2 separate regions of the Mus musculus genome follow, and region 2 is linked to region 1. A link is a contact called in public HiChIP or PLAC-seq data. All regions are on one chromosome and are shown on one strand. Each heading gives the region's core, a stretch centred on a gene start, on an enhancer-like site or on the middle of the called end of the contact. The rest is flanking DNA. Distances are from core to core; before and after follow the strand shown.

The links. HiChIP or PLAC-seq counts read pairs in DNA pulled down with a chosen protein or histone mark.
Region 2: a contact with region 1 is called in an H3K27ac HiChIP or PLAC-seq map of trophoblast stem cells, with 16 read pairs. The contact joins the promoter of Tamm41 here to the enhancer-like site in region 1. A contact is called at or near these places in 11 of 39 promoter capture datasets (the C10 cell line, cranial neural crest, embryonic stem cells and 7 more), 1 of 15 datasets of contacts at CTCF or cohesin (CD8 T cells), 8 of 484 Hi-C or Micro-C datasets (the HL-1 cell line, the N1E-115 cell line, cortical neurons and 3 more), 11 of 115 datasets of contacts at active chromatin or transcription factors (the SCID.adh cell line, embryonic stem cells, forebrain and 4 more) and 3 of 9 other capture datasets (adipose tissue, liver and pancreatic islet).

The regions. Positions count from the first base shown.
Region 1 is chr6:114,961,109-114,967,627 of GRCm38.p6, reverse strand. It overlaps a transcript of Vgll4 not described here. Among named protein-coding and RNA genes, the nearest start is that of Gm38876, 19 kb to the right of the region's middle. Within about 2 kb of position 3,312, at least 55 of the 459 cell types and tissues checked have an H3K27ac peak or open chromatin away from gene starts, as enhancers often do. A contact at or near this core is called in trophoblast stem cells, where this site is marked.
Region 2 is chr6:115,034,163-115,040,681 of GRCm38.p6, reverse strand. Tamm41 (TAM41 mitochondrial translocator assembly and maintenance homolog) reads left to right here and starts at 2,808. Exons shown (of 8, transcript NM_026894.1): 1 at 2,808-3,032; 2 at 5,549-5,731. The coding sequence starts at 2,898.

The DNA.
Region 1 (6,519 bases), core at 2,063-4,562:
TACTTATTTGGCTTTTTGAGACAGGGCTTTTCAGTATAGCGCTGGCTACCCTGGAACTCCTTTTGTAGCCCAGGCTGCCTCTGCCTCTCAGGTGCTGGGACTAAAGATGTGCCACCACACCTGGAATGCTTTGGGTTTTAACTTTGACAAAATTCATTTCAGGCAGATTTGCCTTGCTACCTGTGTGTGTGTGTGTGTGTGTGTGTGTGTGTGTGTGTGTGTGAGCACACACACATGCTTAGCATTTCTGGCCAGTCTGCCTTTGCTTTCGATTTTGAAGAGAATGTGAACTAATTTTTGTGTTGACCAGAGCACAGTTATGAAGACAATTCTGCTGTAAATAACTGCGTCTGCATTCCAGAACTGTGAATGTAGTAGTAAAAACAGCCCCAGCTCATTGTTTCTGGAGACTTGATTTCTTGCCCTGCCCCTTGCTGGTTCTGCCCCAGTTAAATCTCAATATCCCAGATTTTTAAGTCTGTATTCTTGTCTAATTAAACTTTTTGAAGATTTATTTTATATGTTTGGGTGTTTTACCTGCATTTATACCTGTATACCATGTGCATGCAGTACTGGGAAGGCCAGGAGATAGCTTCACTTCCCTGGGACTGGGGTTACAGATGGTTGTGAGCCACCATGTGGGTGCTGGGAATGAAACCAGGTCTTCTACAAGAGCAGGCAGTGCTCTTAACTGCTGAGCCATATCCAGTGTGTTTTATTTATTTATTTATTTATTTATTTATTCTTTTCTGTGAGAGACTGATATTTTATTCCAGTACACCAGAGTTTCCAGAATTCCAGAAGAGTAATGAGCTTTGCTCAGACTTTGTGTCAGGCTTAGAAAGGCCTCTGAGGGGTTTAAAGTGCTTCATAAACTTGGTCCAGGATGCTGGTTCCCCAGTGACTTGAAGGTTTCAATACCTCTTGCAGACATGGCTTTGAGAGTAAAACTTTCACCATTAAATATTCTGTAAGGGAAAGTTCCTTTCCGTCTTCTGGAAGTCAGCCTTGTAACCTTCCTCTGGTGGTTGCCAAGGCAACCATCCCAGCAGCAGAGTCCTCCTTTGTGTCTCCTAAGGGTGCCTTTTATAGATTATCTGTACAACTTTAAGAAGAAAAAAAAACCAACAGAAAAACGAATGATAATAAAAGCTGGGTCATGGGTCTGGGGATGGTCAGGTAGGTGAAGGTCATGGGTCTGGGGATGGTCAGGTAGGTGAAGTCTTTACTGAAGGAGCGTGAGGACCCAAGTTCAGATCCCCAGTACCCATTTAAAAGCTGGGCATAGGGGCTGGAGAGATGGTTCAGCGGTTACAAGCATTGCTGCTCTTGCGGAGGACTGGGGTATGGTTCTCCACAGCTCCATGGCAACTTTCATATGTCACTCAAGTTCTAGGTGGTCAGATGTTCTCTTGGCTTCTGAGAGTCTAGCCAAAGAAGTAGCTCTATACTGGGGGCGGGGGGCTGACTCTATCGTCAAAACAAACAAACAAACAAACAAATTCAATTAGGAACTAGGAAGGTGCCCAAACATGAAAAGTTTCCTTGGAACTTTGAATATGATTTTATAAAATAATGGCAGTTGAAAGTTCTGATAACAAGCCAAACATCTGGGAAATGTTCAAAGGGGATTAGGGACATGGGTAATGTCTTGTTTAGTGCCTGAGATAAGGCACTAACAGATAGGAGAACCTGGAGAAAGAGGAAAGTGGGGGTAACTTTCTGAAACTTGGTGTAGCAGCACACGCCTGTGATCCCAGCACTTGTCAGGCTGAGGCAGAAAAGCCTGTCCCCTGGGCTGCAGGTCAAGTTCTAGGCAACCTGGGTAAGGGAGACCCTATTTTAAAAGTAAAACAAACAAGGAAACAGCCACCTCCAAAGGGACATGTCAGCTGAGGGTCGGTCGTGGCTCTAAGAGGGAACCTTTAGGGTTAATACAGGCTGCTTGTTGGAATTTGATAGATGACTAGGTGAGTTCAGGTGAGTGGTGCCAGCTGGTTGGCAGGGGTTTATCCAACTGACAAGCAAATAGCAATGAGAAGAGACTTAGGGCAACGGATGGCAGATATTGCCAAGGAACGTAAGAAAGTGTTGACACGAGAGGGAGGGGGCGGAAACCTGTGTGGGATACAGTCTAATGGTTCTTTGGCAAAGGAGGGAAACCTTTCAGAATCTCCTTTGTGTGTCTTTTATGCCTCGTGTCTGGTAATGAGATATAGCCGACTGCCACCATCCACACTTACACATTTGCCCGCTCGACCACAGTTTGTGACTGGCAGAGCCTGCACTGTGGGTAGGTGGAGGTCAGGCAGGTTTGAGCCTCTCCACACTTCCCAAAGGAGGTTTAACAGGGTGATGCTCCGTCTTGTTCCAGTGCTGGCACTGTGGGTAAGCATGCCACGTTCTGGCCTGTGTTGGGGGAGGGGCTAGTATGAGTACCATGATTTCTTCACTTTCCTCCTTTTTCTGGTAACTTGTTTCAAACAGCCTCTGAGCGTGATGGTGAGCGTGCATCAGGTCCTTCAGCTAGGGGGGACTGGTGTCCCTCCCGTGTGGAAAATGTGTCTTGTGAGAAAGATGAGGTTCTGGGATGTGTGGTAGAGCTGAAAGCTGTGAATTCCATGTTAATGAGCCTGCAGATGTCCAGTAAGATGTGTTTAAGCAGAACTACACTTTGAAACAAGGCTGCCTATTAGTCAGTTGGCAAAATGTGTCTAGAGGCTGAAAGGAACCCCATTGAATATTTATGGAGTTTGAAATTTTTTTATTTGTTTTTATTTATGTGCAAATGTGTGCTTGTCTGTGTGTGTCCCACATGTGTGCAGAGTCCATTGAGGCTAGAAAAGGGTGCTAAAGCCCACAGAACTAGACGTATAGATCATGTGAGCTGCCATGTGGGTGCTGTGAACTGAAGCCAGGTCCTCTAAGAGTATGGAGTTAACTGCCCACTCTGCTCTCCAGCCCCAGTTCACGGTGGCTTCACAGAACTTCATTGTAGTAGGTTAAGAGAGCTAACTACAGTTACTAGTAGCAGTGGCCAGTATGGCCTAATGCTGTTGTAGATCCTGAGTTAGAAGACTTATCTAGGTTTTGACAGGCTGAGAATTGAGGCCAGAAGAGGGTGTGGGATACCCTGGAGCTGGAGTTACAGGTGATTGTGAGTCATACAGTTCACTTTCATGTAGGCTGACGACAGTGTTGAAAAATGCCAAGAATTGGGAGTCTGCTCACGAAGTCTTCAGCTTTTAGACACAGTATGTCAGTGTGTGCCTGTCACATGGTGTACTCTCCTTGGGTTCCCTGAGGGAGATGAATGAACTCCAGGCAGCAGAAAGAATGTATGTTGGCAGCAGGTAGCACTGCACAAGGGTCATGGAGTGTACTGAGAGTTTGGCTTTGCACTATGGCCACGATGGTTCAGGTGGCTCACAGTCTATGCTATGCATTTGTACTGTGGAGGCTGAGAATGAGCTGTGTAGTCAGGGCTGAGCCGGTAGCTCAGGGTGGAACGGTTTCCTAGTGTACTTAAGGCCCTGGATTCTATGCTCAGCACTTTGAAAAAGCAGGGTTTTGTTTTTTGTTTTTTGTTTTTTTTCCGTGCTAATGGCATTGCAGTGACTGAGGTGGTTAGACATTGCATGGTAGCACTGTCTACAATCTGAGATCAGTGAGAAGATGAGACACAAGTCGCATCCCCTCCCTTTCTGTGGGGCTGAGGAATGCTGCAGAGTGGAGCCTTGGGCCACTGTAGCATGAGGAAACACTACGTACTTAAGCAGGACATTCCTTTAGGATTCTGGCCCAGAACAGTGCCCCTTTGTTCAGCCCAAGTGCACTGAGGTCTTCTGTGCTAGGCAGAGGGAGGCAGAGACAACTATGGGTAGAGATGAATTGATGCAGCGTCTTGCTACTCCTCCCTGAAGCCCAACGAACCCAACTAGAAGGGTAGGAGGGTGAAGCAACCTAGAGGATACTCATCTCCTGCAGAGGTGTCATGGGAGGGGCCTCGAGCTCTTGCAGGAAAGGGGACATACCTGGAGCAGCTGGACCACATTATAGGACCATGGGGCCCATTGCCAACAGTACTGGCTCGTGCTGTGCAGCTCATTATGGAGGTTAATAAGTACCTGGGAGAACCCTCATGAGGACTTTAAATATGCGTGTATATTTTAAATTCATAGGCCATGTGGGGATAATTCCTGTATTCCAGGCATCTGCCCTGATGGATTTTCAGACATGATGATGTATAGACATAAGGAGATAGGTCTAAGTCAAAGCTGACCAATTCCCTGCCATCCCGGATGCTTCCAAGGATAGCTATGTGGGTCAGTTGCCATGCTTGGACATGCCCAGGGATGGAAAGCTGGGGTGTCAAAGGCTCCCCTGTAGATGTTCCTTAGTGGCACTCCTGCAGAAAGAGTGATTTTTAATAGGCTGTAATTCCACTGTGGAGATGGAGACAGGAAGATATCTGGCTAGCCAAGTTTAGCCAAATCAGCAAGGTCCAGGCTAGTGGTAAACCCGGTTTCGACAGGTAGGGTAGAGAGTGATTGCAGAAGACACCTGGTGCTGACTTGTGTATTGATATGTGTGTATTGAATGGTCACCACACACAACACACACATATCTTAAACAAAACAAAACATAGTAAAAAGAGGAAGGGGTGGATGGGAGAGAATGGCTTGTGGGTACCAAGTTACAGAGGGGAAGTCATTTTGGTGTCCTGAAGTCTGAAATTAAAGGCGAGTCCCACCATGCCCGGGCATCATTGCTTTTAAGGGACTGTCTTACTTTCCTGTTGCTGTGATAGCATATCATGGCTAGAAGCAACTTGAGGAAGAAAAACTTTATTTTGGCTTACAGGTTCAGAGGGCTAGAGACCTTGTTGCAAGGAAGACATAGGGGAACAGGAAGCCAGATGATCATGTGATCTTTTTTTGTTGTTTTTGTGTGTTTGTTTTTTTGTTTGTTTGTTTTGTTTTTCGAGACAGGGTTTCTCTGTGTAGCCCTGGCTGTTCTGGAACTCACTTTGTAGACCAGGCTGGCCTCAAGCTCAGAAATCTGCCTGCCTCTGCCTCCCAAGTGCTGGGATTAAAGGCGTGTGCCACCACTGCCCGGCGATGATCTTGTTTTTATCCACAAACAGGAAGCAGGGAGGACACAGTAAGGGAAGGCCACAGATCCTAGGAGCCCACCTCTCAGTGATCTGGCAAAGCTTGACCTCCCGAGGCTTCCAGAATCTCCCCTGACCAGTGCTACAGTCAGGAAGCAAGTGTCCATGGGCTGTGTATGCACATTTCTTGTTCAAACCACCACAGGGACAGGGGGCCTGGAGAGAAGGTGAGGGGCTGGCCATCCCATTGGCTTTAGATATCTGCAGCAAAGCCTAGCACATACTGGCCTTTCTGTGATTAAACTGGTTTACTGATACTAGGCTGTGTTGATTTAACAAAGGTTAAATCACGAGAAGACAGGAAAAAGGGACACAAATAGGACATATATTTTTAGCAAGAAGAATAGAGAGGGGTGGTCTGAGAATGGCTGTGAACAGGGAGAGTGTGTGTTTCGAGGACTGTGGGAGCCGCAGTTGTCTGTGGTCTCTAGAATTTGGTGACAGTTTGGCCGTCTCTTCATCTCATCTTCCTCATTAGCTACCGTGAGTATAAGCCACTCCCAGAGAGGGAATTCACCTTTTGGTTTCTGTGCTGTCTAAATCTGCTGCTATTGGATAGAAAATGAAGAGGCCTGGTGAAGCCCTCTTAAGCTCTTGATGGCCCAGAAGGCCACGGGCCCAGCCAATGCTCCCACTCTGGCTTGTGCCACTGCTTCTGACTGGAGGAGGGTGAGCTGGCAGCGGTCCTGGCAGAGGAATGGTTGAGACTGCTGATGGAACAGGGCTATCAGGACCTGGGGGTTATTTAGCCATGTGCAGCTGGAGATTGGGGAAGCCATCGAGTGTCCCCAGGACAGTTTCTAACATGTGGCAGGAAATTCAGACAGCCTGACTGTAACTTCTGCCATTCCCATCTCCACCAGTGACCATGGTGGCTAAAGAAGGTTGTTCCAGGCTGGCAAATCTACATGGAAAGTGGACGTCGTCACTGGTGCTCCTTGGACAGAGCTAGTCAGCTCCTTACCTTCCATTATGGAAATCTCCTGGAAACCTTCCAAGACACATACCTTGAATTCCATTCCTTTACTTGGGAAAAAAAAAAAGTCAAATAGCTGTCATAATTCTGTTCCCAAGGCAGATGCTCTGGCCCCTTTGGTGGCTGAAAAGGCACAGATTCTTATTTATTTATTTTGGTTTTTCGAGACAGGGTTTCTCTGTAGCCCTGGCTGTCCTGGAACTCACTCTGTAGACCAGGCTGGCCTCGAACTCAGAAATCCGCCTGCCTCTGCCTCCCAAGTGCTGGGATTAAAGGCATGTGCCACCATGCCCAGCAAGGCATAGATTCTTATTTTGGTGTGGAAGGGGAAAATGGCTTTCAGGTTTTGTTGTTGAACTTCACGTTAGCA
Region 2 (6,519 bases), core at 1,559-4,058, 74 kb before region 1:
AAAGGCATGGGAATTAAAGGCCCTTGTGATACCATCTGTACTGGCTAGTTTTGTGTCAACTTGACACAGGCTGGAGTTATCACAGAGAAAGGAGCTTCAGTTGAGGAAATGCCTCCATGAGATCCAGCTGTAAGGCATTTTCTCAATTAGTGATCAAGGGTGGGAGGGCCCTTGTGGGTGGGACCATCTCTGGGCTGGCAGTCTTGGATTCTATAAGAGAGCAGGCTAGCAAGCCAGGGGAAGCAAGCCAGTAAAGAACATCCCTCCATGGCCTCTGCATCAGCTCCTGCTTTCTGACCTGCTTGAGCTCCAGTCCTGACTTCCTTGGTGATGAGCAGCAATGTGGAAATGTAAGCTGAATAAACCCTTTCCTCCCCAACTTGCTTCTTGGTCATGATGTTTGTGCAGGAATAGAAACCCTGACTAAGACAAATTGGTACCAGAAGTGGGGTCTTCCTGTGACAACTTGACCATGTTTTGGGGAGGACTGTGGAAGGACTTTGGAACTTTGGGACAGAAGATCCATTCGGTGTTAAGAGCTCTGTGAGATGTTGTGTAGGAGCTTGGGAGATAATGTTGAGAATAATGCAGAAAATGGAGGTCTGGCTTGTGAAATTTCAGAGGGAAAATTAAAGACTCTTTTCAGGGCCATTGCTATTTTGGATTGTGACAATTCTGTGGTTCTGGTTAGCTGGGGCTGAAGAATCAGCTGTGATTAACAAGATACCAGAACTATTAAGGTGAAAGAAAACTTGGCATTACTGGGACTATTGGTGCTGGTTAGCTGGAGCTAAGAAATTAGCAGTGATTAAGAGGGACCAGCATCATTGAGATGATATCTTCTGGGAAGTGTTTTCTGAAAGCCCAAAGAAGCTGTGTTCCAGAGATAGCCAAAGTTGTACCTCTTGCTGCATCAGGACTTGGTAATGTGTAAGAGTTACCCAGGTAGTACTGGTTTTGAAGGCATGAAGTGGTCATAAAGAGCAGCTGAGGCTTGGCACTGTGAGAGGCCATTGGTGAAGGTGCAGTCTCAGTAGCAATTAATGTCCCAGGACTGAAGGGGTCATGCAAAGGAGTTGAAGCTTAGCACCATGAAGAGAGCCATGAGAGGCTATTGGTGAAGCCTAGTTACAGCAGAAGACAGCAGCATTTTGGAGATGCCAGTACCATGAATGACCACCAAGAACAGTAGCAGCAGTGGAGTACAGACATCTGGAGCCTAGAAGACAAGCTGTGTGCTACAAAGGACAGGGCTGAAGAAGGACTCAAGCCCTTGGAGGAGCCCAGAAGATTGTGAGTTGGATCCCAGACATTGGATAATTTTTGCTTTTGATTGTGACTGTGCCCTGATATTTTTCCCTCTTGAAGGAAGGAAGTATTTTAGTGGATCCCACAGTTAAGAAACTTTTAATTGTAAAAAGAGTTTGGATTTTAAAAGAGATGGATATTTTAAAGAGATTGAAATTTTAAGAATATGTAAAGACGCTCTTAGCGACCGGGACTGCTCTAAGGTCTGCCCCGCGCAGGACAGCAGACAGCGTGTTCTACCATCTTTCCCCAAGCCTCTGAATAAAGTGTTTAAACAAGCCCCCCCCCAAAAAAAAGAATATGTAAAGACTGTGGGACTTTTAAAGTTATTTAGATCTTGGGGATGAATAAGAATGTAAGGGTTGAGGCTTACTAGTGATGTGTTTGTGTATCAGGTTGACAAGGGGTCAATTGTACTGGCTAGTTTTGTGTCAACTTGACACAGCTGGAGTTATCACAGAGAAAGGAGCTTCAGTTGAGGAAATGCCTCCATGAGATCCAACTGTAAGGCATTTTCTCAATTAGTGATCAAGGGGGAAAGGCCCCTTATTGGTCAGACCATCTCTGGGCTGGTAGTCTTGTATTCTATAAGAGAGCAAACTGAGCAAGCCAGGGGAAGCAAGCCAGTAAAGAACATCCCTCCATGGCCTCTGCATCAGCTCCTGCTTTCTGACCTGCTTGAGCTCCAGTCCTGACTTCCTTGGTGATGAGCAGCAATGTGGAAATGTAAGCTGAATAAACCCTTTCCTCCCCAACTTGCTTCTTGGTCATGATGTTTGTGCAGGAATAGAAACCCTGACTAAGACACCATCCCTGAAGGGGCAAGAAGACTTCTCTGACTCTAAAATTGAATGCAAATGTGAGGGAATATTTATACAATATGTTTCCTTTTATGGAACATTTATTTATTATCAGACTTGAAAAAGACCTTTAACATGAAGAAACCACAGTCAGTTTCTAGCAATCACAATCCCCTGGGCCGGCATGTTTTACATTTCTTTTGTTTTTCTAAATCTTCAAATGCTCCTACAACTTGGCACTAGAGGTGATAGCTCCACAAGGTTGTGAATGAGGTAGTTCATGCTTTCATCTTAGCCCTTTGGAGACAGAGGCAGGTGGATGGCTGTGAGTTCGAGGCCAGCTTTGTCTATATAGCAAATTCCAGGGCTGTTGCACAGTGAAACCCTGTCTGAATGCTTTGAGGCCAGCCTGGTCTACAGAGTTAGTCCAGGACAGACAGGGATACACAGAGAAACCCTATCTCAAAAAAAAAAACAAAAAGCAAAAAGAAAATCAATATAAGGATGATTTAATTAATTAAATGGTTTAATAACCATTCGTAGTTTTAGTGCTACAAAGGATTTGCTAGGCTCTATAGCAGGTTGTCACAGGATAGACATGTAATGTGCTCCTCCGCCGGCTAGAGGGCGCTACGGAGCCTCGGCCTCCCCGCAGGTTGCCAGCTGCCCGCTCTGAAGCGCGCGTGCGTGGAGGGGCGGGACCGGGCGGAAGCGCGGTCCGCACGACCGGGAATTGCGAGCACAGGGTCGGCACAGCACCGTCTGTCCCACCGGCGGGCCAGCCCGCCCATGGCGCTGCAGGCGCTGCACAGCTCGGGCGTGGGCCTGCGCAGGATCCTGGCTCACTTCCCGGAGGACCTGAGTTTGGCCTTCGCCTACGGCTCCGCGGTGTATCGCCAGGCAGGACCCAGTGCCCACCAGGAGGTGAGTCGGAGGCCCCCTAGTTCCCCGACCAGTCCCATGCCTGGCACCTGTTCGCCCTCGCCGTTCCTCGCATGCCTTTCATTCCTGCGGAGCCCGGACACGCCAAGAGCCAATTGTTGAAATGTTCATCCTAGCAAAGTGTCCTTCGGTGTGAGCGGAATTTGGATTTCCCTGGTCAGGGTTGGCTGAAGGCTGCCCTCGAACTCACAGTACTGGAATTAAAAGGCTCGTGTTGTCACGCCAGGCAAATCTATATGTTTACATTTACTTAGTGATTATATAGCAAGCGCACCTGTACTTCTGCGCACACTTGAAGGTCACAGGACGACTTGAGGGAGTTGTTTCTCTCCTTGCACCACGTGGGTCGTGGTAGGTTGAACTCAGTTTATCTGGTTTGGCAGCAAGTGCTATTATATGCCGATCCATCACCAGCCTGAGCTGATAGGATAAGTGAGGCATGAGTAGTCTGTCTCCAATCTAAGTTGGGAGTGATGAGGAAGAGGTGGTGGCATTGCAGAGATGTAGTGGGAAGGGGGAAAAAACAAAGTAGCAGGTCCTACTTAAGTGTTTTCAGCCTTTGTCATTGGAGTTTTCCATAGCTTTTTAGCAATACAAAGACTGGTTTTGTCTGCAGGGATTGATTTCATTGGCCTAGGACTTTAGCAGTGTGTAAAACATCCCAGGTGACTAATTGGAAGCTAACTTTGAAAATCCCATCGAAAGATAAGGAGAAAATACGGAATGATCCGTGGGCTTCAGGAAGTTGATGGACTGGGTGTAGGGCCCAGGCAGGTAGCACATTTATTCAGGTCAGCACATTGAACAGGAATCTAGTTAGGATTGAGGCTTGTTACTCCAGAGTACGGAGTCTCAGTCACTGTACAGTAGGGCATCCTGGGTCTAGCTCCTGGCCAGGTCTTTCTTCCAGTTAAAATTCACCTGGTGTTTCTTGAATTTCTTCTACATCCTACCGATTTTCTCTAACAAATGGGAAAGTATGGATCATGGGCATATGAGAAATTGTGAGCTGTCCAGTTACTTCATATAGATTATCATAATTATACATTTTTTTTTTTACAATCATCCTTCAGTCAGGCATTGTGGTGTACCCACTTGTAATCCCAGCTTTAGGGAGACAGAAACCGGTGGATCCCTGGGGCTTCCTGGCTCCCGGCATACTTGGCAAGCTCCAGGTCAGTAAGAGACCCTGTCTCAGAAATAGATTAGATGGAGCGTGGGAGCAACAATCCGCGCCCTCTGACCTGCAAACATGGCTTCATATATCTGTACATACATGAAACTATCCATGTTACCTCCGAATCTTAAGTAATATCACCGATGGTTTAAGACCAGCCTGGGAAACAGCATTCCTGAACCTCCCGATAGACAGCTTGTAGGTTTTCAAAGAGGTTCTCCTCCGAGCTGACCTACACATCTCTCCCAGAGAGGACCCTTATTTCCTCTTCTTTTTCATTCTCTGCATTCATGCCAACAATTCTGTTGTGTTCTTCCAGGACGTTAGTGCCTGAATGGGCTCCCCTCCTCTGGAAAGTTCTTTAATGTGGAAAGTCGCCTTGATCTCATTTAGTACTGCATGAGTATGTTTTGTTAACAGCAGCATCAGACTGGGGGAGGGGGCGGGTTCTGGAACACGCCTGGCTCCAGAACAGGGAAGAGTTTCACTAACGTGACAGCCGTTTTCCACGCTTCCTGGGTTTCTTCTCCATGCTGTGTCCCCCTCTTACATTCCTCAGAACTCACACATGTCACATCCAAGAAAAAATCCTTTCTCCTTATTCTCCTGACTAATTTGAGTGCAGTTTGTATGTTAAGCGTTCCTATGTAGAATCTACTTGGACATAATTTGTCTATCTTTAGTGGTGGGCTCTTGAGTTCTCTGCCCTGAAACCTACCAGCCTTTTTTTTTTCTTAATATTTTTGAACTATTTTTAAAATACTTGTGTGTGTGAGTGTTTTATCTGTGTGAATGTATGTGTGCCACGTGCATGCCTAGCGCCCACAGAAGGCAGAAGAAGGCATTTGAGAAACACTATGTGGATGCTGGGAATCAAGCCCAGGTCCTCTGCAAGAGCAGCCAGTGCTCTTAACCACTGAGCCACCGCTCCTTGGGTCCCCTTGGGTCTTCTTGGGTCTCCTCGGGCTCTGTAGCCTTGGGTAAAGTGCTTTCCCCAGCTCTTCCTCTCCTTCCTATACAACTGGAATAGTATACTTGCCTGGTGGGATCATTTTGGAGATAAACTAACTCATTGTATGTCAAGCGATCAGATGAGGGCTGGCACCTAACACATGATAAGTGAATGTGTGACATCATTATTTATATGGATGAAAAGCAAACTAGCGTTGCTCTGTGGGACCTGCTCAGGTTTCTAATGGCAGACGGCCCTAGGCCTTCTGACGTGAAAGGTAATACTGTAGCACTTTGGAATTGTTAATTTTTTTCTCCTAGTGTTTTTCTTAAGTGGTAGTGCTGAACTCTTTGTTCCTTCACTTCCCAGAATCCCATGTTAGACTTAGTGTTCACAGTAGACGACCCTGTTGCCTGGCACGCGATGAACCTGAAGAAGAATTGGAGCCACTACTCCTTCCTCAAACTCTTGGGGCCCAGGATCATCTCCTCCATCCAGAATAATTACGGTGCCGGAGTCTACTTCAACCCCCTGATCAGGTGTGACGGGAAGGTAAGGGCCTTCAGGCCTTGGCCTTAACTGAGTGGTTGTAATTTGGCAGTAGAATCCCAGTGAAATATTATGTCCACGTTCTTAGGAAACAGCCTCACCCCATCCATCTTTCTTAAACCTCCGCATAGACAGGCCTGGGGTCTCCATCTGTGCTTGACTGTAACTGGTATCCAAGAGCATGGCTGGCTATGATTGGACTTTATGTTATCTGTTGGCCACACGGCTTGACTGGGCCCTAGGTAGGAATGCACATTTGAGGGCTGCTGTCTGGAAAGTATGGAGAAGGCCACTGAGGACCAGGATAGAGAGTGAGTGCCCAGGATAGAGTCATCTAAGAGGTACTACCAGGAAGTGAAGAGGGTGTCAGGTGACTGGGAGCATGTGATGTCACATGACGGGAGGGAAGTTCTTGGTGTCCGTAGGCAGATAGGATTTGAGAGTTGCATCATAGACGGCAGGTAAGATATTTGGATCCCCTCAGAATAGATTGTCTTACGTCAGGCACTGGTGATACAGCTTAGCGATATTGTACTTACCTGGGTCCTGGATTTGATCCCCTCAGCATGGGGAGGAATCAAGCTAAATGAAGCATCCTGGTTTCTCAGAGGGGCGGTGGGAGATGGGGTCGGTCGGGGATGACCTGTGGGTTTGCCTGTGCCAACACTAATGCCGCTTGCTTAGGGCAGTCTGACCTTTACAGGTGTGTGAGTCTCCTGGGGATCCTGTTAACATGCAGGTCCAGATTCAGTTGGTCTGGGATGGAACCCGAGGTTCTGGATATTTGACAA